Linked DNA regions of Macaca mulatta: regions 1 and 2 are each linked to region 3. The links are chromatin contacts, called in public Hi-C maps. All regions are on one chromosome and are shown on one strand. The core of a region is the stretch at or near the end of the contact, and the rest is flanking DNA. Distances in the headings are between cores, read along the strand shown.

Region 1 (3,902 bases), core at 857-3,356, 390 kb before region 3:
TCAGCTGTACAGGTATTGTGCTTCTCCTAAATATGTGTTGCAATACGAACCACCAAAAAGTCCAAAGGACATGAGATTTACTTATAGTGCAACTTGCCACCCATAACTACCAACCCTGAGGGCCTCCTTAGCACCTCTAACTGGGCAGAGGAAACGACCAGAGATTCATCTGGAATGAAAAAGTGGTTTAAGACCTTTTGATTGTTATCAGTTGAAACCTGATCTAAAGAAACTTCCTGGGACTCCTCTCTAACCTACCACTACCAAGATTGTTGTGACAAGAAGAGTTGATTGATTTTAGTGGGGAATGTATGTTGAAGGAAGATAGTTTTTTCAGCCCTAATTGTGTGTCAAATTCCAAACCTGCCCTTGGGGAGTTCACAATCTCTTTGGGCAGATGATACTACAAATAGTCTGGAATGATTTTGAGTGCATGACAGCATGGGTTTTTAAAAGTCCATCACCATATTGTTTTAGAAAATAGTACCTGCAAAAAGAGGACAGAGTAGGGAGGGACGCTATGGGGCATGCGGGGTGCTTTCCTGCGGCTCAAAGGCTAAGCCTTGTGCGATAGCGGCATTTAAGGGGGTGAGAGGAGGTTGGCCACCAAAGCAAGAATGGCTATTATTTCAGCCTGACCAACATGGAGAAACCCCGTCTCTACTAAAAATACAAAATTAGCCGGGGTGGTGGCACATGCCTGTAATCCCAGCTACTCGGGAGGCTGAGGCAGGAGAATCACTTGAACCCGGGAGGCGGAGGTTGCGGTGAGCCGAGATCGCGCCATTGCACTCCAGCCTGGGCAAAAAGAGCGAAACTCTGTCTCATAAAAAAAAAAAAAAAAAAAAAAAAAAAAAAAAAAAAAAAAAAAAAGACTGGCCTGAGCGGAGTAGAAGGTTAGAAGGTTTGGGGTAGGGAACACAGGAGTGTGATGGGGGAAATCGGGCCCTCGCTTGTCAATCATAAACACTGGTGCAGGCGAGGGCACCCGAAGCCTCATGTGCGGCGGAAATAGGCAGTTGTACAGATTTCCTCAGTAAAATATTGAAAGCAAAAATTGTGATCACACCCAGCCCTTTGCTTTGTGCCCTGCCCAGTTTCTCCCACGTCCCCATAAGGAAGAGAGCAGTAGGTCAAACTTGTTTGTTCATTCATTCCACGAACATTTCTCTCTCCTAAGGGGTCTTTGTTTCCAGCAAGGGAGTGAGTCTTGCCTTTCCCGCAGCACCACTTTCTCCACAGTGAAGGGGCCCCCCTAGTTGCCTGGCTCAGCAAGACCACATCACCATTGAAGGGAAAGGACCAGGCTCTGCAGAAAGCGCCTCAGACCCGCATTCATACAAGGCAGTGCCCTTGCAGGGGGCGGTGGTGATGGGATAAGAGAAGCGACGTGTCAGCGAATGGAAAACTGGGGACTCCCAAGCAGCCTTAGGAGCGCCGGGCTCCCTACTGGAGCCTCCTTCTAAGGGGTCTGGCTTGCTGGCCAAAAGGTAGCCTTTCCGCTAGTCTGGTTTTCCATGGCCGTACAAAAAGGTCATCCCGAAAAGGAGCTGCTAGCCGACCTCGGGCTAGTTTTGAAGAGTGAAAGCAGGTCTAGGTGGAAAAGAAACAACAACAAACCATCAGGACAACGTTGCTGTCTTGGCCCAAGTTTGTGAGACAAAACCTCATTGTAAATCACAAAAATAACAATCAAGAAAGTGTTTGGTGGGAGGGTGGTGTCCCCGAAAAGCCTTGATATGTGCCCCCAAAACAAGGACTGCTGGTGAATCGGACAGGAGAAAATTTTAAGGAGATGGCTCCTCAAAGACAACCGCATGTGTTGAGCACCAACCCGGGTTGAAAAGGATAGGCAGCGGCAGCATCTGGGGGTCTTTCCAGACTATCTAGGAAGCTGGAGAGAGTGGGCTTTGGCTTTGCGGGAGAGTCTTGGGGGCGCCCTCGGGCGGGGCTGGGCCGCGGGCGCGGGCCGCAGAGGGAGGTGCAGGGAGGCGGGGCCTCGGGCTGGGCGGGTCGGAGGTGGGGCCCAGGTGGTGTTGATACACAAAGAGAAGGCGCCCGGGCGGCCGCGGCCCCGCCCACTGACGCGTCCCGGGGTGCCGCTATAACCCGCCGCTCAAAGGGCTGCTACAGAGCCCCGCGACGCCGCCGCCCTAGTGAACGCCTTTCCAGTACTGCTATCAGCAGCAGCAGCCCAACCACGCGTTACCGCACACTCGCGCCTTTCCTTTGACACGGCGGACGCCGGAGGATTGGGGCGGCAGTTTGTCATTTCCTTTTTTATTAAAATTATTTTTCCTGCCTGTTGTTGGATTTGGGGAAATTTTTTGTTTGTTTTTTATGATTTGTATTTGACTGAGAGAAACCCACTGAAGACGTCTGCGTGAGGTTTCCAGGGTACAAGAACAGAGACCACCGAGGTAACGCGTGCGGGGGGGTGTCTGTGGGGAGGGCGCGGGACCCGGGCGAGAGTGGGGGAGGGGCTTCCGGGAGGGGCCGCGCGGGAAGGCGACCGCGGGGTCCGTTTCCTTTCGAGGCGGGCGTTGTCGGTTGGCCTGGCCAGCCTTCCATCCTGGCCCGCCGCGCAGGGGTCGCGCCCGCGACGTGGGCAGGAGAGCAGGCGCTGGGCCCGGGCCGCGTGCCTGCCCGGTGCGGAGCCGCATCTTCCCATTAGGGGGAGGGGAGCCAGCCTGGCCCGCGGCTCTGCTGCGGCAAGTCTTGTGACTGATTTGCATTTAATAAAAAAAAAAAAAAATTAAGTCCAGGGAACCAGGAATCTGGGGGCGGCGGAGGTGGGCTTGGGTATGTATTATAGGAGAGGCCAAGATTGGGGAAGACAAGTTGAGAACATTTGACAATATCGACGATCGATATTGCATCAGTTTGCTTTCCAGACATAGGAGGGGCTGGGCGGGCGAAGCACTCGCGGGCCAGCTGCTTGTGGACGGGTGTGCTTGAGGGCACTGGCGCGCGCGTGTGTAAATAAACCCCCAGCTCCCGGGGCCCAGGCGTTCGCCCCCCTCGAGAGAGTAGTGTCGGCCCTTTCCGCCTCCTTCTGGGGAAGGCTGTGTGCGGCAGAGGCATTTCCCGGTGTGGGGACTCCAGGCAGTAAAGGACAGATTACGCAGCATTGCTGTTCCAAATGCTAGAAACGGGAAGCCATGCGCCTAGGTTGCATGCACACGAGCCAGGGTCGGGGCTGCATGTGTGCCCTGAGTGCCTGTGCACGTTTGCAGCGCCTGGGAAAAAGCAAAACAGAGCCCTCTTCGCCCCCTCCACTCCGACTGGGGACAATAGAGAGGGTGAAATACTGAAATCTGCCGGAGTAGGGGGCCTCGGCGGCCGCAGCACAGCGGTGGAATCATCTTTGTTCTCAGCGGCTCAGCCGTCTGTACTTTTCCGCCCCTTGGCGCGCCCCCGCCCCTCGCGCGCGGCTGGTACTTTTCCACTCGCCTGGCCTGGGATGAATCAGCCGCGCTGCGCCTCCCGGCGGCGTCACCTGACCACGGCGGGCGGGCGCTGCAGTCCTGACGCGCCGCCTCTACTTTCGCAGGCCGACTCGCGGCCGGTGCACCCACCGCCAAGGACAAAAGGAGCCCAGCGCTGCTAGCTGCATCCGATTCCTCCCAGTGCTTAGCATGAAGAAGGCCGAAATGGGACGGTTCAATATTTCCCCGGATGAAGACAGCAGCAGCTACAGTTCGAACAGCGACTTCAACTACTCCTACCCCACCAAGCAAGCTGCTCTGAAAAGGTGGGAGAAGTTGTGACACTTCTGAAAAAACGGCTTGCATGGGTTGGGTTCAGGGAGTTACCTAGGAATTTGCTTCCATTGCTTTAATTCGCTATAGCATTTAGAGAATGTGTGTCATCTCTGGAAGAGTATCCGATTATCTTGTTGT
Region 2 (3,778 bases), core at 892-3,391, 280 kb after region 3:
ATGAAATAAATACCCATTCTACAGAGATCTGTAGATACCTAAGGCATCAGTGGGTGTTTCGGATCGATCGGTAAGAGTTCCTAAGCAAGGGCTTCTTGAATCACTGTGTTTTCACCAGAGAGCCCTGTATTTAATACCACTTGTTTTGTTTGGATGGGGGGGGTTGGTGGGTTTGTTTTGTTTTTGAAGCCCGGACAATAACCAATCGCAAGTCCCTCTGTCGCCCCCTTTTAAATCTCAACGCGGTCCGTTTACACTTAAAAAAAAAAAAAAAAAAAAAAAAAAAAAAAAAAAAAGTTCAAAAGGATCAATACAGTTCCGGACAGCGACGTCCGCGGGTTCTGGGGGGGCCAGGGCCAGGGCCGATTCCGATCCCTCTCCCAGATCTATCCATCTCCATAGGCCCTTCTTTGAGGCCTACAGCTTCTGCCTAGCCTTGAAGCCTAAGATGGCTATTTGGAGACAGGTCCTGGTTTCTTTTGTTAGCTGTATAAACCGAGGGCGACGGGGCCGAGGCTGTGCCCCCGGCTGCCGGGATCATTTCGCAGCCGATTATCGATGTTAAACCTGCCCGCGCTAATTTTGAGTTGCACGAAAACTGCTCTCAGAGTCTGTGTGTCTCTGTGTCTCCGCCTGTGCTAGAGCGGCAGCGGCGGCAGAGCTGACTCGCGAGCGAGCGGGCGGGCGGCGCGGGCGCGGGGCGGGCGCGGGGCTCAGGCTGGCGCCCCGCACGCCCGCACTCCCCGCCACGGCGCTCAGACCCTGCCGGCCCGACCGGGCACCGGGCAGGGCGCGAGCCGGCGCCGGGCCGCCCGCCCGCCGGAGCCCCGCGCCCGCCGCGCGCACGCGAGCCACCAGGCCAAAAACAGCCCCGCCGCCGTCCGCCTCCGTGCCACCGGCTGGGAGCGAAAAGAACGCCTTTTGCCCCTGCGGGCCACCCCCCCAGCCCCAAGCGCCCACTCCGGGGTCAAAGGAGACTTTTTGGAGGAGGCCAGCGAGAGGGAAATACAAATTAAAACTTCCACTCACCTTCGCGAATCCGCCTAAAGTAGTGACTCTGGTGTAGAGACCGTGAAGATCCAGCTCCTTCCCACCCACCGCAGGGATTTTTTTAAAAGGCGACCTGCGGGAGAGAGAAAGCCCCGCACTTGTCAGCCGGGACCCCGTGCCCGGCCCGGGCGGGAGAGCCCCGTTCGCCCCGGCTCGCCCCGGCGCTGCCCCCCCGGTTCTGCTCTCACCCTCTGCTGTGGTGGAACTGCCGCAGCTCGTCCAGGAAAGCGAGTCCCTTTCTCCGCTCGTCCGGAGGCGCCTTCCCCGTCGAGTTTGCCATTATTTTTTCAAAGGAGGTTTTTAAAAAACCCAGATCGGTGTTTTAAAAGCGCCCCCCGCTCCCAGCGCTTCCTACCAGAGCCCGGAGCCCATTCCTCGGCCGGCGGCGGCGGGGCTCAGTCATGGGCCGGCGGTGGCGGCGGCGGCGGCGGCGGCGGCGGCGGCGGCGGCGCAGGGAGGGAGGGAGGGAGGGGGAGGAGGAGGAGGAGGAGGGGAAGGAGGGAGCAGGAGGCCAGGGGGAGAGGAGGGAAGGAGGGAGGGGAATTTCTAAAAAAGTTTAAAGAAATCGGAGCGAAACTAGAGGGGCAGGCGACTGCCGGATCCGCGCGAAGCCGCGGGGCGAGCGCGGCCCCCACCCCTTCCTTCCCTCCCTCCCTCCCCGTGGCCCGGCTCTCGCCCGCCTCTCAGCGCCGCCGGCTGAGGCGGCTCAGCCCGGGGACGCGATTCAACATGGTGCTGCTGCCGGGGGCGCGCGAGCGGGCGAGGGGCAAGGCGAGCTGATGGTGAGGGGTCTGGGCTGCCGGAGGCCCAAGAGTTTCGGCGGCGGCGGCGGCGGGGCTGGGGCAGGCGGGGCTGGGGGTGGGGAGGGGGAGGTCTGTGTGGTGGTTTGTGGAAAGCGGGGTGACAGCGTGTATTTCGGCCCCGGCTCCGCGGGGCCCTCGCACACATTTACGCGCGGCCTCGGCCGCGGAGGCCGGGGCGTCCCCAGGCAGAAGCACCGGCGGCAGCTGAGCCGCTGCGCGCCGCCCGCCTGCTTCCCTCCCCGCCAGCCTCCCTCTCTGCCGCCGCCAGCGCCGCCGCCACGGCCCGGCAGCCAGTGCCACACAGCGACCCCCGAGGGCCGGCCGCGGCACTGCGCCTGGCTCCACACCGCCCCGGCAGCTCCTCGCGGGGAACAATAGACTCGGCTCGCCGGGCTTAGGGTTCGTCTGCAATGTGCCGCACATTTCACACACACACACAAAGCCGGCGGAAAGGGGGGCGGCGCGGGGAAACGGCCACTACCGGTTGTTCCAGGGTTAGGGGTGGAGGCGATGTTCGCGTCCCCGGCCCGGCTGTTAGAAGGGCCGCCTCGGAGTCCCCGCCCGCCCGATAGAACCGGTGTGGCGCTCTGAAGGGAAAGGAAGCTCACCGGGGCAGCTACTCACGCTACGCAACATTCACAGATCGGAATAAAGTCAATGTGTTACCTTCTCTTTTTGTAAAGTCTAAAGGAATCGGCTTTTATGAGCCTTATGCTAGTATTTTGGGGCCTGGTTAGCACATTTTCTATGAATTATCCACACGCTAACTTTAGCAAACTATACGTTAAATACATTGTGAACTGTCTGTCCTAGTTCTGTGGAAATAGAGTAATGCTGTTAATACATCTTGCCGCTGGTTGGCTTCACATATCAAACTGGATTATTCTATGACCAAAGTTATGCAAGCTAACTAAACTGGTTGGGAAGCAATCTGTCGAACTTCGACAATAATTAACGTTTACATTTTTATAGTAAGGTCTCTTCAAGATTGCTGCATTTAAAATAAATATCGAATAAAACATTTTTCCTTGCTTTCAAATGTCTTAAATGTAATCCTTGTTTAAAATATTTTTGAAAGTTAAAAAAACCCTTTGTTTAAATGATAGTCAAAACATCTCAACAAATACTACCACCTAAATTTGCATTTACGAAGGGTGTTGGAGCCGGCTTTTTGCTACAAATGTTAAGATTACAGTACGTGAAGCGTATTATTATTCCCATTTTAGTGACGGCCACCACGGGCAAAGTCACTGCCTAACGCAAGGTCACAGGGTAGTAAGGGTCTGGATGGGTTATTTCAGGTAGTCGTTCCAATGGGAACATTGCTTTGGAGGTGAAAAATTATGTAATATAGTGCAGCGTGCTTCCGGTGCTCACTCTAGGAAACGGACTTATTTCCCAACTAAAGTTTGTCTCTTAAGTGGGGTCGGAATAAGGTTGTGGCTAGGAAGTTCCTGACACCCCAGGGCCAGTGAGTGTCTCGGAAGCCTGTGAGGGGCGGAGACCCGGCTCGGGGAGGTGGAGAAGCTCGGCGGCCGCGGGAGACTAGGGGTGAGACTGCTGTTAGGAACACTCGGCCAGCTGTCCCTTCCCCCACCCGTCCTCTTAGGGGGAGTGGAGATGTGGGCTCGGAGCTGCGTGGCCCGGGCTGTGCGGATTCCCTAAACGCCGCACTTGCGCACAGCCCCTTACGTAACCGTCAGTGCCGGGGATTCCCTAGAGGGGGGTCATTCTATTCAACCATTATACACACCCCGGGCTCCTGCCGCCGCGCCGCCGCCGCCTCACAAAATGGCGGCGCCCATAGAGGAGACAGCGTCCGCCTCCCCGGCCCCATTTTGTGGGAGGTGAGAGATCTGTCAACACGGAAAACCTCTGCTGAGGATGCATCCGAGTTTGGAAACCCCACTTAAGGGATGGAGCCT
Region 3 (4,021 bases), core at 796-3,295:
AACATACGCAGAAGCATGTTGCACCAGGAGTCCATATCAGGAGTTACACTCCTAGAGGCAGGACTCTCTAGAGTGAGTCCTAGAGATTGTATACATAGCAAAGCTACACCCTTATTCTGTTGGATGGCTCCTAAGTGTTGATCGGGTTATATCTTTCTACACTAATTTTCACTATTTCTCTTAACAATCATCCTTTATAATCATTCTTTATATCCAAATAGTATATATCCTGTACTATTTGCTCTGATTTTGACAGGGAAAGGTCCTTCATAAGAATTTTGTTCTTCCATGAGAAGAAAGCATTTTAATGTCTCTAGCTCATTTTTCCCTCAAATATCCCAAATACAGTAAAGCCATCTAAATTCCCTAACCCCATATCAAAAACAGTACACTGAAAAACTCCAAAGACTTTGACAGCGACAAGGCTGCCATTCATGTGTTCCTTCAGCAAGTGCCAGACGCTGTTATGAAAGTGATAAGACACTGTCCCAATTCTCACAGTGTGAGACAGTGAGCAGACTCAACAGAATGCACACGATGAGAGTGCCAGAAAAGCGACGTCCTCAGGGCGGGAGCAGGGGATGCGGCAACGTAGTCTGCGAGAATGCGGGAAGGCGGCAGCGAAGCGGCCGGTAGGCAGGGCCGCGACAAAGTGGGGAGGAAACTCATCCCGGGCAGGCGTCAGCGTGGCTGGGAGAGCGCAGCGCGCGCGGACAGAACGGGGGCAGGCGACAGGAAAAGGTGTGAACGCGCGGCTGAAAGCGACTGGGACCTGGGTGATCCGCGCGCAGGGAGCAGAGCTTAGTCCTGCGGAAGCCGCAAGCAGGACAAGGGCGTGGGTGGGAGGACTGGAAGGTCAGCTGGTAGATGGGGGACACTGAGGGCGGACAGAGCAACTGGAAGCTTGCTGCAATCGACAAGAGAAACTAGGAGGTTAAAGAGTCACTGGCTTTGAAAAAGTCAAAATACTTCCGAGGTAAAACAAAACATTTAACAACCCGCCGAGGAAAAAAGTGGAGGCTGGCACACACGTCACTAACCACAACGTGGAGGTCTTTAAAGTAAATCATGATAAAGTTTTTGTTGTTGTTGCTTGAGACAGGGTCTCGCTCTGTCGCCCAGGCTGGAGTGCAGTGGAACGATCTCGGCTCACTGCAACCTCAGCCTCCCGAGTTCAAGCGATTCTCCCACCTCAACCTCCCGAACGAGGCCTTAATACGTTGCTGAAGCTGGTCTCGAACTCCTGGGCTCAAGGGATCCGTCAGCCTCGGCCTCCCAAAGTGCTGGGATTACCGGCATAAAAGACCGCGCACCTGGTCCAAATTTAATTTTGTGATGTGGGGTTAAGACAGGGGAAAGCCCCTAGGCTCGGGGAGTCAGAGGGGAAAGCTCTCCCTCCGGCATCTAAAAAAATGCCCACCAGAAAGGAGGAAAAGTGGGCTTCTAAGTTACCTACTCTTCACCCCACTGGCTGCATTTCAGGTGGGCAGCGCCGCCAGGTGAACACTCAATCCACCGCAAACATACGAACACTCTTTTCAATATCAGATTACCATAAAGATAGAGGAACACACCCTGAGCAAAATCCTTCCTGTCCAGTCACCTTAAAGCCTCTTTCATTGTTCTCCGCGACGCAGCCTGTAAAACTGCCAAAGGAGCGCTGAGGCCAAAGTCCACGCGCTGCGCAGGCGCACCATCCGCAGCGTTGGCGAAAGGCGGGGCAGGAAGGACGTTTCCCAGAAGGCCCCTCCATCGCAGCTGCCCTTCCTCCCGCTCACAGGCCGCGCGACGTGACTCCACCCACCACGCTTCTCGGTCGCAAACAGCAGTTTGCCAGCGCCCCCCTGCGGCCCGGCTGGGCACTGCGAACATGCACTCAGGGCCAGAGCGAGAGAGTAGGCCGAGCGCGGCGAGTCCGGCAGCCGCCGTCGTCACCTTAGCGCGCCGACAGTGAGCCAAGCGAGCGAGGGAAGGGAGGAGGAGGGAGACGCGCGGGGAGGGGAGGGGAGGGGAGGGAGGAGGCTAGACAAGGCGGGGGAAGGGGGAGTAGCGGTGGCGCAAGTCGCGCGGAGCAGCGCAACCCGGGTCGCTCCCTGCTTCGCCGCCGCCTCCGGACCGAGCCAGCGGAGTCAGTGTCCCAGAGATCCTATAACACCACAAAGCGGACGAAGGAGTCCATGTTGGGGAACTTGTTGGCGGAGTGACTGGGACCTGGGAACCTGCTGTGTGGCCGCGGCCAGACCGAGCGCCTCGACCTCGGCCTGAGGTAAACACTGGTCGACCCGCGGGGTGGATGGGCTTGGGCAGCTGTCTGGGCTAGACGAGGGTTAGCGGCCGGCGCAGAGCGCTGGAGCGGGCCTAGGGCGACGGGAGGGCTGACAAAGTTTCGGAATCTCGCGCGGCCCGTGCGACGTCGTGCGCTGGGAGGAAAGTTGGAGCTGCCTCTCGAGGTGGGGGAGGCTGCGGCCGGGAGGGCCGCTTTCCCTCTCGCTGCCCCGCGAGGGAGGCCCGGCCCGACCCGACCCTGGGCCGCCGCCGCCTCTCTGTCGCACTCCGTCCCATTTCCTCCTTGTGGCCTACGCGCCTCCCGCCGCCTTAGCCGGCGAAGCCCGTCCCCGCCCGAGTGCAGGGTCCTACGGGGGGACAAGGGGCTCCACGCCAGAACCGCCGCAGACGCCCTCCTCCCTGCGGTGGAAACGTGTCCTGCTGAGCTTCCGGGCGCTCCCGACCGCGGGGTGGGCTTTTCTTGGGAGACTTTGGTCGCGAGCCTCCAAGCCCGCTAGTGAAACCAAACTTTACTACGCCGTGACCTCTCGTGTGCGCGAATGGGGAAGAGCCGGCGCTTCTAAGCATCAGCCTTTTTCACTCCGTGATCTGAACTTCAAACTACTCACCCACCCCCAGTGTTTTAAATTCGCTACCTGGGCTGACAACTACGGGGCCGGGAGATATCAATTTAGCCTAATCGGTCGCCCCTCCTCAGACTTAGGAATTTTGAACCATTAGAAAGATTTCTTACAGATGGCTGGCGGTCTTGCCACCAACACGTATTTTGGAGTATTGTTTCAAAAGTAGACGCTCGATTTAGAGTACTAGATTTAGACATTCACAGATTCAAATATTGAATTTTGAAATACCTTCAATATATTTCCGTACTGTATTACATACAGTGTCTACCTGTATTACGTACAGTGAATGACTGTTGTTCATTCATTTTGGGTTACATTTTGGCTAACATGCTACCACTGACCTAAGATACGTAAGCAAAACTGCTGAAAAATGTTTTTAATGCTTTGTGTAGTAGATGCTGATGTTACATTTTCTCCGCTTTGGGAATTACCCCCGAAATTTGGGAAAAGCATATTAATAAATGCATTTTTTCATTTTAAAAAGAAAAATTAATTTCTACATATCACTACCTGCCTCAGCAGCAGAATATCAGGGCAGTACATTTTAAAATAACGGTTTTTGTATTTTATTAGTAATTGTATTAAAATTTTGACGTGTAATCAAGTCTGTTTCTAAACAATTGCTTTCTCTTTCCTGTTTCTTTGGCAGTTGGCTTGATCATCTCACTATTTTGGTCAAAAGATGCAAGAAAAAAGTTCATGGGCCTTTTGTTTTTGTTGTTTTAACTCGGTGGGCAAGAGAAATGAAATCTTGAAACTGTCTTTGGATTTCTTGTGTTCTATATTATCCTATCGGATAATCTGAATTTACATTTTTTATGCAATGTGAGTTTTTTAAAAATAGTAGTTCTTAGGGTAGCTGTATTTTAGCTGTATTTTTTGGTGCTTGCAAAGTATTTTTTGGTGCTTGCAAATCTTTTAACAGTCATTCAGTTTTTCACATTCAGATAGTGAACTTTTTGCCTGAGGGTTTGAGTACATTTTAAGATTTCATTGGGGTAAAATTTGAATGTTTGCTTACTGTAAGTATACTCATGCTTTAAAGACATTCTTCAGTATAAAGGGGAAGAAAACTGTAGAAGAAAATTTAAAGTTTCTAAATATGTTGCCTG

Evidence for each region. A called contact is a pair of places that touch in the nucleus more often than the background predicts.
Region 1: a contact with region 3 is called in a Hi-C map of fetal cortex germinal zone, with 2.7 times the contacts expected there. The contact joins the promoter of SLC38A2 here to the promoter of SCAF11 in region 3. A contact is called at or near these places in 2 of 14 Hi-C or Micro-C datasets (fetal cortex germinal zone and fetal cortical plate).
Region 2: a Hi-C map of liver shows a contact between it and region 3, with 3 times the contacts expected there. The contact joins the promoter of ARID2 here to the promoter of SCAF11 in region 3. A contact is called at or near these places in 3 of 14 Hi-C or Micro-C datasets (fetal cortex germinal zone, fetal cortical plate and liver).

Annotation. Positions count from the first base shown.
Region 1 is chr11:53,441,114-53,445,015 of T2T-MMU8v2.0, reverse strand. SLC38A2 (solute carrier family 38 member 2) reads left to right here and starts at 2,106. Exons shown (of 16, transcript NM_001257811.1): 1 at 2,106-2,420; 2 at 3,554-3,754. The coding sequence starts at 3,639.
Region 2 is chr11:52,775,251-52,779,028 of T2T-MMU8v2.0, reverse strand. It overlaps ARID2 (AT-rich interaction domain 2), which reads right to left and starts at 2,141. Exons shown (of 21, transcript XM_028829418.2): 1 at 1,239-2,141; 2 at 1,030-1,123. The coding sequence starts at 1,330.
Region 3 is chr11:53,054,478-53,058,498 of T2T-MMU8v2.0, reverse strand. SCAF11 (SR-related CTD associated factor 11) reads left to right here and starts at 2,045. Exons shown (of 15, transcript XM_077953930.1): 1 at 2,045-2,266. It also overlaps LOC107000840.